Regions from separate parts of the Callithrix jacchus genome. Here all the other regions are linked to region 3. A link is a contact called in public Hi-C data. All regions are on one chromosome and are shown on one strand. Each heading gives the region's core, a stretch centred on a gene start, on an enhancer-like site or on the middle of the called end of the contact. The rest is flanking DNA. Distances are from core to core; before and after follow the strand shown.

Region 1 (2,953 bases), core at 32-2,531, 360 kb before region 3:
GGCAGAAGCATTGCTTGATCCTGGGAGTTCAAGGCTGCAGTGAGCTATTCAGTATGATTGTACTACTGCACTGTAGTCTGTCACTGACAGAGTGAGACTCCATCTCTTAAAAAAAAAAAAAAACAAAACCAAAAACAGATCGTGATTCAGAAGATCTGGGGTCAGGTACGAGATTCTTCAAGATTCTAACAAGGTCCCAGATAGGCCTAAAGATCACACTTTGAGCATGAAACTCATTTGTAGCTTGGGTGGACCCCAAGGCCAGGGCCCCTGTCTTCTCCTGTTCACAGGTATCCTCAACTCCCATCTGCAGTAGAACCTGGCATGGGCATATGGGCACCCAATATACGAGGTGGCTGGCTGTTTTATTGTGGGTTCCTGACTGGGCACATAGGTGTGCGTGGGTCCCCGGGCCTGTGTGTCTACTGCATGTCTCTTGTTACATGTGTAAAAAGTGAACAAAGATGCATGTATACAATAATGATGAAATAAAAGTAGCTAAAGTTTAAAAAATAGCTAATCTTTATTGAGCACTATGCCCAGGCAAGGAACTAGGAGTGTTACATGCAGTACCTTATTTAATTCTCATAACAACTCCTATGAGATGAGAAAACTGAGGCTCAGAGAGGTTAAGGGAGTTGCTCAAGATCGCACAGTGGATAAGTGTCAGGACTGGAATATGCATGTGCACCTATGTTGATCAGTGTACCCATCTTGGTGCATGTGAGCTTGTGGGCATGTGTGCTATTGGTTGGGTACAGGGGATGCAGGAGGTGAGTAGCAGCAAGGATGTAGTGGGCAGGGTAAGAGCCATGCAGGATGATTCAGAGTGTGAGCTTTCCGCAGGCAGAAAGACAGAAAGAGACCTAGGTGGAGGGAGATGCAGGCAGGAGGCGGCAAGTCTGGGCCTGAGTCTTCATACTGCAGGGCCAGCTTTCACTTCCTCCTCTGTGGAATGAGTGGGATAATATTTGCCTCATGAGACTCTGCTGTGAGAAAGAAGCTGATAACAATACAAGTGTGCCACACAGGCCTGCCTGGCACACAGTAGGCACTCAGGATGTGTGAGCTGGTCCTTCCTTCCCCTAGGGACTGAACTGTTTGGGAGTGGCTTGTGCCCCGACTGGTAGCAGCCAGCTCGCTGGATGAAAGGAGGCATCCTGGGGAGGGCTGGGATGAGTGAAAGGCATGGAAGGTGGAGAGGGTTGTAGCTGAGGGAGCACCCAGGGAGGGACAGGCACCCTAACAGAGCGCAGAAACTGACCCACCACCCTTGCCTTGGCAGAGACAGGAGAAGCTGCAAGGCTGGCGATGCCTCCATTCTGGAGAAGCCCTCTCAGGAAAGCAAACACCCTGTCCCTTGACTCAGCCCTCAGCTATGCCACACACATCTGCCCTCACGGTCCTGCAGGCCATGCCCACTGGAGACCAGATTTCTGGGCTGGGCCAGACATCACTTAGGCTGGGCTTTGGAAGTCCCAGTGACTCACTTGCCCTTCCTCGACCCTCAACCGGATCTTGCTCCTAGAGCCGGGGTCCCTGAGGCTGCCCACATGTGGGTGGCTCCCAGAAGGGGGAAGCTGTGAGGCTGCACTGGGCAAACCCTTACGCCTCAGCAAATCTGCTGCCTAAGTCCCTCCTTGTGGGTGGTGAGCTGCCTCATGCAGGGCTCTATAAAAAGGAGGTGGGTTGCTTGAGTAAGCGTCAGTCTCACCTGGGACCTGGAATGAAAGCGGCACTCAGGTGGATCCCCCAGGCCATCCAGAAACAGGTGCTGGGAGTGGAGCTCCAAGCACATTGCTGCTGAGAGCTGGCTCTGTGGGAGGCCGGACTGAAGTGCTGGAGGACCACAGGACTCACAGCATCCACCTCTTTCATCTTCCACATGAGGAGTCTCAGGCCAAGAGAGGGCCATCACCAGGCTGGGATCACCTGCAGAAGGCACAGATCCCACCCTAGCCACCCATCCAAGTTGCTGATGGGAGTACCTCCAGAGGCAGCTGTGGAAGGGTGACTCTAACGCCCCCGTGTGGCAGGAGAGGAGAAAGGCAGGGCTGGGCAGAGGTGTGGGAAACAGCCTCTTTGGATAGGGAGAGTCCAGTGCGAGATGCCCTTCCTGGGTAATAGGGTAAGGGCTCTCTCTACTTACACAGCCTCCATCCCTACAGATCACTCCAATCCAGTATCCATCTCCCCCACCAGACCGGGAGCCCCCATCAGACTGGGTAGGGCAAGGTTGGATCCATCATATCACTACAGCATGCTGGGAGGGCGTTGTGAGGGTTTGAGGAAGCGCTTTGAGTGGAATTGAATTCAGTATAAATGAAAGGAAATAGTGTGGAATGTAGAATGTGGACAAAGACATGAACAATATGTTCATTGAATCAATGTGGGTAAAAGCAGAAACTGTGTTGGTAATTGTTGAAGTGGGTGATGGGCACAGGGGTTCATTACATCATTCAATTCACTTTTGCCTGTGTTTGAAATATTTTGAAATGAAAGAATTAATAGAAAACATAAATTTCCAGCAATAGAAATCTAAATCAATTATGATACAGCTGTACAAAGGAATGTCCCCAGACATTAAAAATGCTGCTGTTGTTTTTATGACAGCTTTATTGATATATAATTTGTATAGCATACAATTCACCCATTTAAAGTATACAATTCAATGGTTTTTAGTATATGCACGAAGTTTTGAACCAGCACAGTCAATTTTAGAACATTTTCACCTTCCCCTAACAAAACTCCATATCCTTTAGCAGTCACTCTTCATTTCTCCCCAGACCTCCCCACCCCGCCGCCTATAAATTTACTTTCTGTCTCTATAGATGTGTCTATTTTGGATATTTTATATGAGTGGAGTCATACAATATGTGATGGTCTGTGTCTGGCTTCTTTGATTTAGCATAATGTTTTTAAGGTTCATCTATGTTGTAGCATGTATCAGTAC
Region 2 (2,934 bases), core at 187-2,686, 410 kb before region 3:
TTGAATTACAGACCCTCCTGCCCTGCAGGGTTGTGAGCGTGGTGGGGCACTGAAAGGCATGACTCTGGCCATGAGGTGGCCTGGACTCACTGACTCGACCTGGTGGCCTGGATAACTCAGAGCAAGTCCTCACTTCTCCTGTTTCCTCATCTGCTAAATGGGATCATAACATCTACTTCCCAGGGTTGCTGTGAAGCATCCACCATACAACATAGATGGGAAGGTCCCGCAGGGTGCATGGGACATGGGTCAATACACGACTTCTCTCCCCCATGTGCCTGATTCTAAACACAGCAGCCCAAATCTGCCATGACAAGGGTGGCAAAGAGGTAGCTCTGGTGGCTTGTACTGGAGCAGCCATGTGTGGATAACATGTTGTTTAGGGCCTCTTCTAACCTTTTGGGGTAAAAGTGGAAATGTCCCCTGGGATGACCCCCTCCCTCCTGGGTCCTGGGACATCTGCCAGCCAGGGCAGACTCCTGTGTGCCAGGGACCCGGCCCTGATGTCACGCAGTTCATCGAGAACAGCTGCTGCAGGCACATCCGCCAACATTTACTCCCCAGCACTCAACTCTCCACCCTCCCCTTCCTCCTATCTCTGCCCTGTCCCTGGCCTCAGCTCTATGGCTCCATTCCAGTCACCCTGGGCAAGAAGAGCTGGGCAATGTGAGTGACAGCAGAATCGCCACCAAGGCACTGGCTTATATCCAGGCGCCACGCTGACCTGCTGAATGACCTTGAGCTCAGCCCCACCCGTCTCTGGCCTTGAGTCTGCAGCTGGGCTGGATAATCCCTAGGGTCAGCCGGGTGGCTGGGCGAGTCACGTGCCCTTTCACAGTGGCCTTCATGAGTCAACAGCCCAGGAAGTGATGTCAGGTTAGGGAGGTGTAGAGGGGGCAGGGAGGCCTGGAGGGTAAGAGAAGATATTTTGAGGGCAGGCAGGTTCCCCCCACATCACTGCTGGACAATGGTCTGGGGCCAGGAATGGAAAATTCTAGTCTTACTTGGGCCGAAAATAGCATGAGGCATCAGGGCAGGAACCTCACCCTCAAGGTGAGTGGCCTGGGCATTGAGCAGCAAGGCCGGCTGTGCATACCAAGGGGCCAGGCAGTCCAACAGGGTTCCCGAGGTGGGGTCTTGCGCCATCCCTGGTTTGCCCAGGGTCTCCAGTATTCACCCCCACCTGCGCCTGCCACAGGATTAGAAGGTGAATAAGCCCCTCCTGTGTCCTTATGGTCCTATGTCCCAAGAAATCTACAGGCAGTGGTTCAAGGAGAGCTTCCAGGCTCTAGGCAATGGTATTGTCTCCATCCACCATGGTGTCTGGTTTGGGGCAGATGCAGGAGGGTAGGTGGGCAGGACATGAGAAGAATGGTGACCAGGGAACTTGGGCTTGGGGAGGTCCTAGCCTACCCCAACCACAGATGCACACTCAAGGGCCCCCAAAATCATGGGATACAATCCCGCCTCCAGGTCTAAGCAGGGCTGAGAGGGTCAGAGCTCAGCATTCACACTCTCAACCAGCAAAGCTCACCTGGGGAGGGGATCCCTATAAACTGGGATGAGGTTCAGCTTGAGCAGCAGTTGGTAGAAAAGGGAGTGGCTCGGGTCTGCAGGAAAGGCTCAAGGATGGTTTGTAAGAGGCAGTCACTAAGAAAGCTCAGAAGGGCCGGGTGCAGTGGCTCACACCTGTAATCCCAGCACTTTGGGAGGCTGAGGCAGGTGGATCATTTGAGATCAGGAGTTTGAGACTATCTTGGCCAACATGGCAAAACCCCATCTCTATTACAAATACAAAAATTAGCTGGGCATGGTGGCACGTGCCTGTAATTCCAGCTACTTGGGAGGCTAAGGCAGGACAACTGCCTGAACCCAGGAGGCGGAGGTTGCGGTGAGCCGAGATCGTGCCATTGCACTTCAGCCTGGGTAACGAGTGAAACTCCGTCTCAAAAAAAAAAAAAAAAATGCTCAGAAGGACATTGGCTACATTAACAGAAGTATAGAACCTAGAATGTGAGAGGTGAATATCTCACACTATTCTGGGCATGTCACCCACATGGCACAGTGCAAAGTAATCATTTGGGTTACAGTCTGTGATGGGTCTCTGTCACATGAGGGCGCTGTGGAGTCAGGCTCCAAATACAACAACCTTTGGGGATGCCTTGGGAGCGTGGGAAGGGTAGAGAGGTCAGAGGCAGGCAGAGTGGGCCCACAAGGAGAGTGGGAGAGGAGCGGGTCCCTGTCCTTCAGATCAAGAGTGAGGCCTGTCAGCTTTGCCCTATCCCTGTTCAAAGGTTAGGGCTGGGCCCTGTCCAGCTGAGCTCCACACATCAGCCCGGAGTGGTCCTGGCTAGACCCAGAACCTATCATGGATGAGACCCATCTTCCCCATGCTAAGTCCTGACCCAGCCTGAGCACCATCCTGCCATGTATCTGGGATTTTCCCAGAAGGAAGAGGATGGATAGGAGGTGGACTGAGTCTCTTTCATATTTACCCCCAATGCAAAGGAATCCTTAGGGTCAGGGCAAGGAGGGAACCCTGACTTGGCCTCCTTGTGACCTAGCTCCAACCCTACCTTCAGCCTAGAGCCAGCTGTCCAGACTGCTTATGGCTCCTGTACACCCTGCCCTCTTGCCCCATGTCTTTGCCTGGGAGGCATCCTGCATGTGGGTGTTCTCCTGGTGAGCTGCTTTTCTCAGAAGCTACAACTCAGGAGTCTCTCCACTCCAGGAACCCTTCCCTGATCCCCAGCTCACAGGCCCAGCCACTCGGCATTATCCAATGATGTGCTAGAGTGACTTGTACCTGCTTGCAAGAACCAATTGTTAAATTTTCGGAAATTTTACAAGGAAGTTGACATCATGTTTATAGTTTGAATTTGGCCATGATAAGAGTTTTTGCACCATGGAAATGGGCAGTTCTACAAAGAAGGG
Region 3 (2,801 bases), core at 291-2,790:
TGTACACACCTGTGCCTCATGTCCCTGCAGATGCACATGCTTGCACACCTATGGCTGCACACACACACCTGGCATGGCTGGGCTCTGGGCTTTGCCCACAGGTTCCCTCCTGGTGATAGCTATTCACAAGCCTGAAACCCCACTCCCAGAGCTCTGATTCCAGGAAGGAGGAAAAGGGTTGAGGGTAGGGATTGGGGTGAGATAGAACTGACCCCAAGTGGCTCTAGACAATGGAGGGCAGACTAGTCCTGGAAGGTCTGAGCTTTCCGACCTCTCCTCGAACCCCCTCCCAACCCAAGAGCTGACTCCAAGGTCCAACAGAAAAACCCTGGCAGCCTCTGGGCTGGGGCTCAGCTTAGAGCTCTGGGACCGTCACCTGGGTCCTCACCTGAAGGGCCTCTTCCACTTCTCACAAGCCTTACTCTCCAGGGGCTCTGGCTCAGGGGCCAGGGCCAGGGCCAGGGCCAGAGTCTCAGTTCTCTCCCTTATCACATCGCCTAGGGTGTCCGGGCTCCTGGGAGAGGTAATGAAGCTCAGAAAGGCCAAGGGACCAAGCCAACCGCTCCTTTCCCCAGCACAGGACACGGTGAAGACTGGAATTCCCAGTGAAGAGAGTTCTGTGTGGGCACAAGTGCAGCGGGCACGCATGCAGGCTCCTAAGACCACACAGTTCTCTGCAGGTGTCCCGTGGGCCCCGACCACTTGAGGGTCGTGGGACTGGGCTGTGCACAATATACAAGTACAGTCGACGGCCTGGGTCGCCGCTGGCAGGCGGGGATGGGAGGCAGAACCCAAGGGTCGAACTGGCCCATTCCCACTCTTACTCGCTGATGCTCACGGTCCGCTTGGCAGCCTTCTTCAGCTCCTGGGACACCCGCGCCTGCTTGGCCCTGGTTGAGTGAAAAGCGTCCCGAGAGCTGGCGCGAAGCCTCGCGCGGAGGCGGGGCGCGACCCGGTCCCTTCCCCTAGGGGGCGGCTGCGGCCCTCCTCCCTTCCAGACAACTGAGAGTCCCGACTCCTCCCTGCAGGGGCGGGGCCGTTCCTCAGAAGGGGCGGGGTCTCTGCCTCACCGCTCCCGGCGCTCGTTGCGCAAGTTGCGCTCAGCCGCGGCGCTGGCCTTGCGCTGCACAAGCCTCTCCAGCAGGTCGCGCGCCTCCTCCTGGAGCCTGCGCAGTGCCGCCTCCTGGAGCCCGGCGTGCGCGCGCAGCGCCTCATAAGCTTGCCGCTGCGCGGCGTTCTGTACCCGCTGATCCTCCACTTGCCAGGCCTGCTGCACCCGCGCCTCTCTCAGCTGCACCACGCGGGCCTCTAGGGCCGCCAGCCTGAAGGATGGAGAGAGTGGATGGCGGGTCCCTAGACTCCCCCGTCACTGCCTAGTGGGAACCTGCCTTGGGGCCAAGACAGACCTGCCCCTGCCACGGGGCCAGCCGGGTGGCTAAGCCAGGTGTCCCCCAAGCCTTCGCCCTCAGAGCCCTGCCGTTCGCTTCTCTGGCACCAACTGATGGGCTCAGGGGGCGTTCGGGAGGACATGGGGAAAGCTCTTGGCTGGTGCCATTCCCCTGCCTTTGTCGTAGTTGGCCCCGGGCCTCCCTGTCAGTCCCACCCGCGCCCGCGCCTCACCTGCTTCGCCGCTCCTGCAGCTCCGACTCCAGGGTGCCCAGGGCCGCGCTCTTCTCCACCACCTGGTAGGCCATCTGGGGGCAGACAGGTGGGCACCGCGGCGCTGAGGCCTCTCCAGGCCTCCAGTCCTTCCCAGGCCAAAGGCGCTAAGGGACAGTCGGCTGCTCCCCTGCCCGCCCCCTTCCTAAAAAGAAAGCTGAGCCCCACACAGGTTTGGGACCTTGCACAGGGATAGGCTGCTATATGTGGAGCAGTGGAAGGGCCTCGTGCTCTGGATTCAGCCCTGGGTCTCAATCCTCGCCGGGCCGCTTCGTTTCTCTGCTATCCTACTAGGAACCTCTCTGGCAAGAGCAACCCCCTCCACTGCCCCGCCTGAAGAGTGAGAAGCCAGCGCTCCGCTCCCAGCGCCATGCAGAATCAGGACTCCCAGTGCAGCCGCTGGCAAATGCCCATCCGGCGCTCGGGCGCCATGATGCTCCCAGCACGCCACATACTTCTTCCCTCCTCACCACACCAAGAGCCTGGCACTACCACTCTCCCTTCGCAGACTAGGGCAACGACAGAGAGTTTTAAGTGCCTTGCCCAAAGTCAGGTAGCTAAGAGATTTGAGCCCAAGCCACCTAACTGCATCAGCCTCCAGGCAAAGCACTGGTCAGGCGATGTGAGTTCTGTTCTCCACTCCTCCCAGTTGCTTCCTGGCCTCGTCCAACCCAGGCCTGCCCAAGCACAGGTCTCAGCAGCGAGAAGCCCTTCGCAGAGCAAATAACACTAAGATCAGGCATGAACTTGGGGAGCCAGGGTCCAGACTCAATACAGAAGCAGCCTGGCAGCCCAGGACCTCTCCTCTCAATACGGGAGCAGCCTGGCAGCCCAGGGCCATTTCATCTGCACCCCTGCCTCATTGACATGCCTTCAACCCAGAGCCAAGCAGGGTTGATGGGAGAGACAGACCCCAGGCAAGGCAGCTCCGACCAGGGTGGCAAGAGAACATGAGGGCCAGAGGCGCCTCTGGTACAGACCGCCTTGTTGCTAATCTTCCTGTGTTCTTCTCATGTGGGCCTGGTGAGGACAGACTGAGGAGCAAGGTTGGTGCTGGCACCTGCACTGACATGACACCCTATGTGAGTGAATCTGTGGAGAGGGAACCTGCACATGCGGGGTGGGGCACCTTTATTCATAGT

The links. Hi-C and Micro-C count contacts between places; a contact is called where the count stands out from the background.
Region 1: a Hi-C map of skeletal muscle shows a contact between it and region 3, with 3 times the contacts expected there. The contact joins two enhancer-like sites. A contact is called at or near these places in 2 of 3 Hi-C or Micro-C datasets (both in skeletal muscle).
Region 2: a Hi-C map of skeletal muscle shows a contact between it and region 3, with 6 times the contacts expected there. The contact joins two enhancer-like sites. A contact is called at or near these places in 2 of 3 Hi-C or Micro-C datasets (both in skeletal muscle).

Annotation. Positions count from the first base shown.
Region 1 is chr10:67,774,475-67,777,427 of calJac240_pri, forward strand. LOC118145596 reads right to left here. Exons shown (of 5, transcript XR_013523262.1): 5 at 2,602-2,953. Among named protein-coding and RNA genes, the nearest start is that of P2RY2, 36 kb to the left of the region's middle. Within about 2 kb of position 1,282, at least 2 of the 16 cell types and tissues checked have an H3K27ac peak or open chromatin away from gene starts, as enhancers often do. A contact at or near this core is called in skeletal muscle, where this site is marked.
Region 2 is chr10:67,720,730-67,723,663 of calJac240_pri, forward strand. P2RY2 (purinergic receptor P2Y2) reads right to left here. Exons shown (of 2, transcript XM_035265516.3): 2 at 1-2,934. Among named protein-coding and RNA genes, the nearest start is that of P2RY2, 18 kb to the right of the region's middle. Within about 2 kb of position 1,437, at least 8 of the 16 cell types and tissues checked have an H3K27ac peak or open chromatin away from gene starts, as enhancers often do. A contact at or near this core is called in skeletal muscle, where this site is marked.
Region 3 is chr10:68,131,586-68,134,386 of calJac240_pri, forward strand. It overlaps ATG16L2 (autophagy related 16 like 2), which reads right to left. Exons shown (of 18, transcript XM_035264156.3): 4 at 1,621-1,694; 5 at 1,071-1,322; 6 at 825-890; 7 at 389-514. Among named protein-coding and RNA genes, the nearest start is that of STARD10, 22 kb to the right of the region's middle. Within about 2 kb of position 1,541, at least 9 of the 16 cell types and tissues checked have an H3K27ac peak or open chromatin away from gene starts, as enhancers often do. A contact at or near this core is called in skeletal muscle, where this site is marked.